2 separate regions of the Gossypium hirsutum genome follow, and region 1 is linked to region 2. A link is a contact called in public Hi-C data. All regions are on one chromosome and are shown on one strand. Each heading gives the region's core, a stretch centred on a gene start, on an enhancer-like site or on the middle of the called end of the contact. The rest is flanking DNA. Distances are from core to core; before and after follow the strand shown. Region 1 overlaps LOC107916244. Region 2 has its middle 7.8 kb from the start of LOC121222459.

The links. Hi-C and Micro-C count contacts between places; a contact is called where the count stands out from the background.
Region 1: a Hi-C map of leaf shows a contact between it and region 2, with 2.9 times the contacts expected there. The contact joins two enhancer-like sites. A contact is called at or near these places in 4 of 34 Hi-C or Micro-C datasets (all in leaf).

What each region holds. Positions count from the first base shown.
Region 1 is chrD10:53,818,538-53,823,619 of Gossypium_hirsutum_v2.1, reverse strand. LOC107916244 reads left to right here. Exons shown (of 65, transcript XM_016845404.2): 61 at 432-788; 62 at 1,018-1,176; 63 at 1,288-1,572; 64 at 1,798-1,840; 65 at 1,843-2,164. The coding sequence ends at 1,940. Among protein-coding and RNA genes, the nearest start is that of LOC107916243, 28 kb to the right of the region's middle. Within about 2 kb of position 3,144, at least 6 of the 9 cell types and tissues checked have an H3K27ac peak or open chromatin away from gene starts, as enhancers often do. A contact at or near this core is called in leaf, where this site is marked.
Region 2 is chrD10:53,563,559-53,568,307 of Gossypium_hirsutum_v2.1, reverse strand. No RefSeq gene overlaps it. Among protein-coding and RNA genes, the nearest start is that of LOC121222459, 7.8 kb to the right of the region's middle. Within about 2 kb of position 2,712, at least 1 of the 9 cell types and tissues checked has an H3K27ac peak or open chromatin away from gene starts, as enhancers often do. A contact at or near this core is called in leaf, where this site is marked.

The sequences.
Region 1 (5,082 bases), core at 1,895-4,394, 250 kb before region 2:
ATTTTGGATGACTATTCATTGTTCTAGATTGTGCTCTTTTGTCTAAACATCTGTAATTATTTGCAAACTGTATAAAGCTATTGTGAGCCTTGTTTACTACTTAGTTGCTTGATCTAATTTGAAAGGTGTGTGTAATAGCCCTAAACCTTGAAAGATGACGTGTATGACGTGTGTAATAACTGTTGAATAACTGGGAAAAGGGATGTGTCTATGTCAATTTTGAATGGGGTGACTTTCCCTTGTAGATTTCTCCCTAAGACAATATATGATCATCCAATTAGTTGACTGTCAACTTTTTTCTTTTTCTACTCATGCTGTTGCTAATAATCTTCTGTCTATTAAAGTCAATTGTCATCCAATGGACCTCTTCTTGGGTAATACTTGTCCCGGAACATTCACATTTTCTTTTCCATTTGTTTTTTTTCTGGCAGGAGAGCAAGGGTGTAGAGGACTTAGGTGGTGTCATTAGAGAAGGGGGTGGAGCACTAGCAAAAGGCCTCTTTAGAGGAGTTACTGGCATATTAACGAAGCCTCTTGAAGGTGCAAAAACTTCAGGTGTTGAGGGCTTTGTTCAGGGTGTTGGAAAGGGAATAATTGGCGCAGCTGCACAGCCTGTGAGTGGGGTTCTAGATCTTTTGTCAAAAACTACTGAAGGTGCAAATGCAATGAGAATGAAGATAGCATCAGCTATAGCTTCAGATGACCAACTCCTCCGCAGGAGACTGCCTCGTGTGGTTAGTGGTGATAATTTGCTTCGACCATATGATGAGTATAAAGCACAAGGACAGGTACTTTATTTTTTGTGTCCCCTCATCTCAGGGGTATAGTTGGTTCTGAGTACATTAATTAAAAGGGCAAGTGGAAAAGACCCTTTTTCTAATATAATTTTGTCCTTCCATTTCTGTTATGGTTTTGTATTTACCTTTTATGTGTTGTATTTAAATGTGAAAATTCTGTTGATGATCACGTGCTTACGTTATAAGTACAACTCTTCTAACCTGCTGGCCTGTTTTGAAGGTAATATTGCAATTGGCGCAGTCAACTTCTTTCTTGGGCCAGGTTGATCTATTCAAAGTACGCGGGAAATTTGCATTATCAGATGCATATGAAGATCATTTCATGCTACCAAAGGGAAAAATTATTATAGTTACTCATCAAAGAGTAATATTATTGCAAGTAGGTCAACTAACGTTGTCGGAAAGACTTTATGGTTGACTGGTGCCTTTTTTCTTATTATTGAAGCTGGAGATCAAACTAAAGGATCATATTCTATTTTGTCTTTCTCAGCAAAGCTCTAACATAACTCAGAGGAAATTCAATCCGATGAGGGATCCATGTTTAGTATTGTGGGATGTACCATGGAATGATCTGGCAACAATGGAATTGACTCAGGGAAAGAAAGACCAATTCAAAGCGCCACCTTCACAGCTCATACTCTACCTAAGGACTAGACCATCAGATACAAAAGAACAAGCTCGTGTCGTAAAATGCAGCCGAGATACTCATCAGGCTCGTGAAGTTTACACTTCAATAGAACGAGCAATGAAGACATATGGACAAAACATTTCAAAGGTTAGTTTCCAGATGATTTTTTTTCCCTTCATTTTGTTTAGATACACCATTTGGTTTTTTGCACCATATCATATTTGGACTTCTTTTGCTATTTTTAAGGTTTGGATATTGAAAACTTGAAATGGGTGCAACATAGATTGGAATATCTCTAAGCATGGCCTTGGATCATCCTTATTAAGATTCAAGTTTTATTCCTGGTAGTAAAAGCTTCTTTCAATGAAACAGGAGTTGCTGAAGAAGAATGTTACTAAACCATATTCACCAGTAGCACTGCCGTTGAAATGAGTCTGAAAGAAGGGGGTCCCACCTGGTCTCCTCAACAGGTGCCTACATCGAGACCAACTTTTGGCAGCAGCAGCAACAACTAACTTGGGAATGAGTGCCAACAGACACTAACATCATTTTCAGCATCCATCTTGGATCATTGAATCAGCGTTGGCTGAGTGCTACAAATTTTGCATGCTTGCATTGTTGGAGCTGTAAATGGCATTAAAGGAAAACGGTTAGTGGAGTAGTATATATTTGCAAAGCCCATTACAAATATTAGGTGATCGTTCTGCTTGAATATAAATTCAATAGATATTTCTTTATACATAGCATATGTTAGTATATATTATATAATATTATATAGTCAAATCTTTAGATTATTAAGCATAATTAAACACAATTTGGTATTAGATCCACCATGCAATCATGTCAAATCTTCATCCAATAATTTCGCTCATAGTCTCCAAGGTCCAAGCTTGATTGATCTTCCATCACACTTTATGATCCATTCGTTCAAATGAGAAATTTAATCTAACAAATGAAAGAGAAACTCAAAATCAACTAGAAATTTAATCTAACAAATGAGAGAATTACGTGTTTATAAGATCTAGAGATCCGGTTAATAGAGACTAACAGAAGTTCGAAAGTCAAAAATAAATCAAGGGCTCTATTGATGGGTAGTGCAATTAGTTTTGCTAGAGATTAAAATTATTTTGGATTCAAACCTAGTATGGCAGTAAAATAAAGATGATGTTTAATACTCTTTTATAATTTAACATAAAAGATAATAATTAGCTCAAAAGTAATAAAATGAATTAAATTAAAATTTAATGGTTGAAAAGACATAGAGCTACAAAACGATTAAATATTTAAAAAGCTCTCCTGGAAAATCTTTCATTGGAGCATACCAGCCCAAAAACTGAATTTATCTTTTGTTGGAGTATACCAATTAAAAAATTGGATGTCCGTGTGAAGTTTCAACTGAATTGAAGCTTATCAATCAAATAGCTTGTTTTAAACGTTTGGGCAATAATTTTTTCAATACATACCGCACTGATGATAATTTTAAATCCAAAGATAGCCTAAAAATTTAAAATGAAATCTAATTTCTTCGTAAAATCTCATTCTAAAATCTGGTACAAATTCAGTTAAATACATGGCTATTTGCAGGTGGGAATCTCAGACTTGGTGAAAAGATCAAGTGCCACTAGAAAGTCTAAAATCACAAGATGCCGAGGGGTGCTCGTGGTGGCACATGGCTTCCTGATGATAGGCACAAGTGGCAAGTGGTGCTTCGGCTAGGAGGTTTGCGTCTCGACCCTATGCTCTCGCGCATGGTGCATCAAATTCCTCCCGGTAGCTTGGTGTCCCAACGTTGATTATAGCGTCCCAACGCCATGGCTTGAGCCATTTCTACCAACTTGTTTCGCTTGATTGCTCACTCAATCTTCTACGGGTTTTACCTACAAGCAGAACATTTAAACAGAAAAAGTAGGCTACTAAAAGTATTAAAATAAGGGAGGTCATTTATACTGGCGTAAAATTATTTAATTTTATACACTTCTATAATTTTTTTGTACAATTGATACTTTAACAATTCAACTTTTGAATTTATCAATATAATTGTATTTGTTATGCATGTAAATTTTTAAATCGATTCGGTATCTCTATCATGTCGAACGAAAATATCATCTATATAAATATATGTTGAACGATTGAAAGTTTTTTGCATAAAATGAATTGTTAGAGTTTTCTAATTTACGCCAAACTTAATGTGCATGATTTAAATGATTGGAACATAAAACATGATAGTTGAATTGCTAAAATATGAATCGTATAAAAAGTTACAGGATGAGTAAAACTACTTTAGTTGTATACTACTGTAAGGATCCCTTCCCTTAAAATAAAACTAAACATATACACCTCAAAAACTTACTAAATAACAACAAAAATACCTAAAACACTAAAACCGTAAAACAATTAATTGAGCTAATTATATAAGTCCAATTGGTCTCTCTACTAACGCAGTACAACCTTGACGGTTTGCATTTGAATTGATGAGATGAATTAGAGAAATAGATCGCATGTATCACTATTTTCAATGAATATGTCTTCTTGCACGAGATTAAATTAATTCCTTCAAATCATTATTTAATTTATTATAATTAAATAGTTGAAATTCAAAATAAAAATTAAATTAATTAGTCATTATAGATTGTTGAATAAGACAATTAAATATATTTACTCATAGATTTAGTACAATAAAATTGTCATGAAAATAATTTAATTAGGAAAATTAATTCAATTTATTTCCATTAAACAAATGATGCTTGGAAAATAGTAATTTGTTTATTGAGTTGGTTAATTATATGAGTTAGTTAAAAGACCATATAATACATATAATTGTACCTAATATACAAGACCGACCCAATGACCCATCTTGTAGCATGATGGGCAACAACCTTAGTTCCCAGAACGCCCCTCCCCATTCTTAGTAAGAAATTGTGGTATTTTCTATCAAAACATTATTATTTTGTTTATCCTTATTTAAGTAAGACTCTTGTGATTTTCTCTATAAATAGAGACCATAGGTTAGGTTGAACATAGATCATTCTAAGCATCAACACTCTGTCAAAATTCAATGAGATCTATTCTTCTAATAAAATTCTAATTTTGAGAGAGATTATTTTTTAGTTTCTAACCTTTGAGAGCTATTGTTATTCTCAATGAATATCAATAGAAAGGTTTTATTGTGTTAATCAATTTCTGAATTAGAGCCTACTCTCTAAGCAAGTTGAAGTTCGAGAATAGCAGAGAAGATCGTGTTGGTTAAAAGTTGAGAATCGACTTTAACCACCTAGTCCAAAACACAAGTACAAATTTGGTAAAAAGTTTATTGCTATAAATAACACAACTACTTGAGTTTTAGAAAACTTTTAGTTTTTTGTTATACAACAAAATTATTTTCTAAATCGAATTTTTTCAACAATTGGTATTAGAGCCAAGTTGTACCGTGTTAATAGTGCAAATTGGTTTTAATGAATTTTCTCCTTTCTCTCTCTCTTGATTGATTAAATTGATGACAAGTGTCATTATTGCATTATGAGCATGTTTTGGATTTACATATGTGAATGTATGGATATTAATTATTTTAATTTATTATAAAATAATCACCAAAAATTGTGGTTCTTAAATTTTAGATCGATTGTAATTTAGGTTGTTAAAATTTTTTAAATTTGAAAT
Region 2 (4,749 bases), core at 1,463-3,962:
TGTACATAGGAGGTATATAAAGGTTATTATGTTTTGAATATAAATGGTTAAAAATGTTAGTAGTACAAGTCTAAGAATTATAATGAAAGAAGTTTATTCGTTTCAAATTAATTAGTACACTGATAAATTTAAAATAATATTATATTGAATTGGTTGAATTTGTTGTGTTTCGAAATGGATATGATTTTGTTTGTAGGGGGTTTATGTAAAAATAAGTAGAAATACTGTCGAAATTTAAAAAATATATATTTACGAAAAATTTTCGGAATACTCGAACAAGTTCCGTTCTACTTTTAATACATGTTTTAGGCTTTAAGAGTCCATTATAGGAATTTAATGATTAAGTTATACTATAAATGTTATTTTAATTATGAATTATTCGTAAGTTGTCTGATAGGTCCGATAATGCCTCATAACCCTGTTCCGACGACGGTTTGGGGTTAGGGGGTGTTACAATTGTTATACATTATAATTTAATATAATAAAACAATAAAAATCTTAAATTTTTATCATCAATTGCCGCCTCATTTATCCAATTAGCATAATTTCCAATTTGGTCATTTTTACTTTTTCTTTTAATCTATATTTCAACTTTTACCCTTTACTATATTTAATCTTTTTTCCTAATTATTCTTACTTAGAATAAATTCACCTAATTAATACCTAATTAAGTACTCAACTAAACTCATAATTACTTCTAATAATTATTTATGACTCAGTTTACTAAGACGGAGGCCTGATAACACACTTTTCTGGTGCCCACGAATTTTGGGTCGTTACAGATAGGGCTTCCACCTATGAGAGAGATGGGTTATGCATCGAACTCTAAGGGAAAATGGTGATGCAAACTGAGCAGTTGGATAGAGTAAATTCTATGAGCAAGTTACATCTCAAACACTTTCCTAGTGTTTTACATTATTACTTACTATTGGCTTGGAAAAGACATAGGGATCCTTTCAAAGTTCTGAAGTGGGTAACTCGAAGGGTACAAATCGGAGTTGGCGGCTATACTCAAGCATAACCTAGTGTTCAATATGGGCGTACCTAAGCCTATATGTGTGGATTAAGGGGATCTTGATCAAGGCAAGTCAAGATCGGGGCAAGCAAGAGTGGTAGGCATTTGCGAACGAGATATACAAGAGAGGCGAACTACCCAACAGAGAGATTAGTTGGGAATCAGTTGAGGTGTTGAGGCAATTCTAAGACGAGTCAAACTGGTGTCATTCCGAGGACATGACGAGGGCATCACGAGAATGAGTAGGGGAGAATGTCACATTTCGCGGATCAAAGCTCGTGATAAATGCATACATAGCTTCCCATAGAGGTTAATTGATTAAATGAGCTTCATTTGACCCACTTGAATTGGCCTGATTTGTGGAATCCATGGAGAAACTCATCTACTTGAAGCCTTGGTGGCCCAGTGAAATACTCTAGTAAAACTAGAGTTACCATGGTTAATTAAATCTTAAGAGATAATATTGTATAGAGTTTAATCCCTTACAACTCCCATCTTGTAGATAGACACTAATCTCAATCGTTGATGTAATTCAATTTGTACTGTTGGATTTGGAAGAGTTCAACTATAAATAGAGGTCATTCCCCTTAATTGTAATCACCTCATTAAAAGTTAAAGAATATATTTGAGAGCATTTTCTCGAACACTTAGTGTGCTATCATTTTATTGTGGCTTTTCTGTTCGATTTAAGCCCTTTGTCTTTTCTAGTTGCTTTTGCTTTAATTCAGTGTCTTAGAGAATTTCCTTTGTGAATTCTCATTTTCGAGAGCAAGACTAACTTTTCCTTTGTGAATTCTCATTTTTGAGAGCAAGACTAACTTAGGCGGATTTGAAGCTAAGAAATCGCTAAGTTTTTTCACTTGGCCCATAAATACATTTATTATTAGCCATATTGATGGTGAAGTTTTTAAATACACATGTACAAACATGTTGACAAAATGACAGGTTCTTAAGTTATATTTAAAAAATAAAATAAATGGTAATTGTAATATATTTTGGGTTAGTATTTGGTACACTAGTAGTGTATTTTTTTATTCTACAAGTAGTCTCAAAAAATTGCCATGTGTTTTTTTTAATGTATATTTTAATATTTTATTATATTTGTATAGAACACTTGTCAACCCCTTAACCCGTGGAGTCTAAAAACTCCACTAGCAGTATAACAAATATTTTCCCATATATTTTTAGCTTGCTTGTGAAATAAAAATGAAAGGTATATAACAAATTTAGCTCCTAACTTCATCTCTTTTGTCACTATAGTCGTAGTTCTTCGTTTTGTATTACTTTGACCATCAACCTTTAAATTTGAATCAAATTGTTTTTTTATGGAGAAATAGACTAAATTATTAAATTTAACTACAACGAAGTGTTTGCCCATGTGGCAGTTCACATATACTTTATAAATTTTCAAAATAATTAATAAAATTTTTCAATATTTTCAATAAAATTTACAAAAATAATTATGCATGTCCACAATCAAGTACACATAGATTGCCACACAAACTAGTTAAAATTTTAATAATTGAATTAACTTGTTAACTTAAAGAAAAACAATTTGGGCCAAAGTATTCCAAAAATAGTAGGATCAAAGAAATGAAAAAGGATTGTTATCCCATACATCGTTTAATAGAATAGAAAAACACCACAAGCCGACGTAAAAGGATATCATTTGCATTTAGGATAGTGGGTGCAGCCCAGATCCAGACATTCTTGACCCATCAAAGTAAATCTATTTAAGCTTTTTTCTTTCCGGTTACTATTACCTGCACAAGAGTCAGGCCCAATATCATTATTTGATGAAGGAATAAAAATATTGGATCGAGGTCCCATTGTTGCTTCAATCCTTTCTTTCAATTGGATTGATTTTTAAAAATAATAATACGCATAATGTTAAATTTAATTTTTAATATTTACACTTTCTTTTTATCAATTTATCATTTGTCTTTTTTCAGTTGGATTTGATAATTAACCTTTTAAGAAGAGTTAATTTACCATTTTTTAACGGAATTGTTGACTAGAACATTAATTTTTTAATGATGTTGGCATGAAAACCCTCGTGACAGTTCACATATATTTCATGCTGACATAATACAATTGGTCTCATCAATAAAATTTTTTAAAATTATAAAAATATTCAAAAAAAAAGTATGAAGTACATATGGATTGTCATGTTTAAAAGTTTAACATTTTAGCCAATATTTTTGTTAAAACAACAACAATTTAATTTTTTAAAAGGTTAATGATCAAATTCAACTATTTTTATAAGATTAAGGGTCTAATTTTGCTAAAAAATAATAATAGGGGCAAACTAAAAAAATGTAAAATTTAAAGGCTAAATTTATCATTATGCCAAAAATTTAAGTATTAGATATTTGATTTTCATTTAAAATTATTTATTAAGATTTTTTAAAAGGTTAAGGGTCCAATTTAGCTAAAAAATAATAATAGGGGCAAATTGAAAAAAATATGTAAATTTTAAAGGCTAAATTTATCATTATGCCAAAAATTTATATATCTGATTTTGATTTTGATATAAAATTATTTATTAAGATTTGTCCAGTGGTTAAAATTTTCTTCTAGCATTTAAATAATACGGGCTTAAACTTTGTCATCCATTTCTCACTCTCTCAATATTATAATGATAAAATTTTTATATAAATTTATATAGAGATATAATTATTTTTTTGGGTGGGATAATATTATGTAAAATTCAAGTAATTTTATAAGCTTCCATAACCTTTTGTATTATGAATATATTTAACTTTGTGATTGCCATATTGTATGTTCTATTAATAGGAGATAAGTGTGATTCAACATGCTCGAACCTATATCCTCTTGCATTGGCAACAATATTGATGTCAACTGAATTAAGATTCAGCTGTAAAAAAAATTCAGTCATTAAATATTATTAACAAAAATAAAATATTGAATCGATATGATAGAAGATATTAGGTTGATTTAAAATTGTTTGTGTATGACAAATACAATTATATTGAGAATTTTAACGAATAACTTTTAATAAATGAAAATTTACATAAATAATTGTAGTTGTTTACTTGAAAGTTAGATTTTTCAAATGGTAGTTGCTATTATTATTATTATTATTATTATTATTATTATTAAAGGTGGATGTCCATATTTTAATCCGATAAAACTCCCTCATTTATTATAAAAGTAAATATGTAAGTTGCTTAATGTATGTGTTAACGAAGCACTTAAGCTTCATTTACATGTGTTGCATTAAATGACAATGAATTATAAATAGAGCCCTTGTATGAGTGAAATGATATACGAGAAAATTCTCTGTTGATTTAATCTATTATTTACTTTAAATATTTTTTTATTTGATTATTTTATAACATTATTATTATGATTAAGTTTTAAAAATAAATAATTTTTTTAAAAAATAAACTAACTATTTAACTTTATTTTTAAAAAAAATTGTAAATTAGGATTAGTTTTATTATATTTTCAATTGAATTGATTTATTCTGACACCAAACTCAATTACATTGAATTTTTTCTAGTTTCTTGTCAAGAATCAACTTCCTATGTGATATTGTAGTCAACATCGAAAAAGAAGCTTATGATCTTAATTTGGAAAATTAAGTACTGAATTTACTATAAGATTATTTGATATATTAATAAAAATTAAGTATTGTATAGTTATTTTTTATAATAATAAATTTTGATTTTTGAAAATTCATTATTTCATAAATTTAGATAGATCTATTC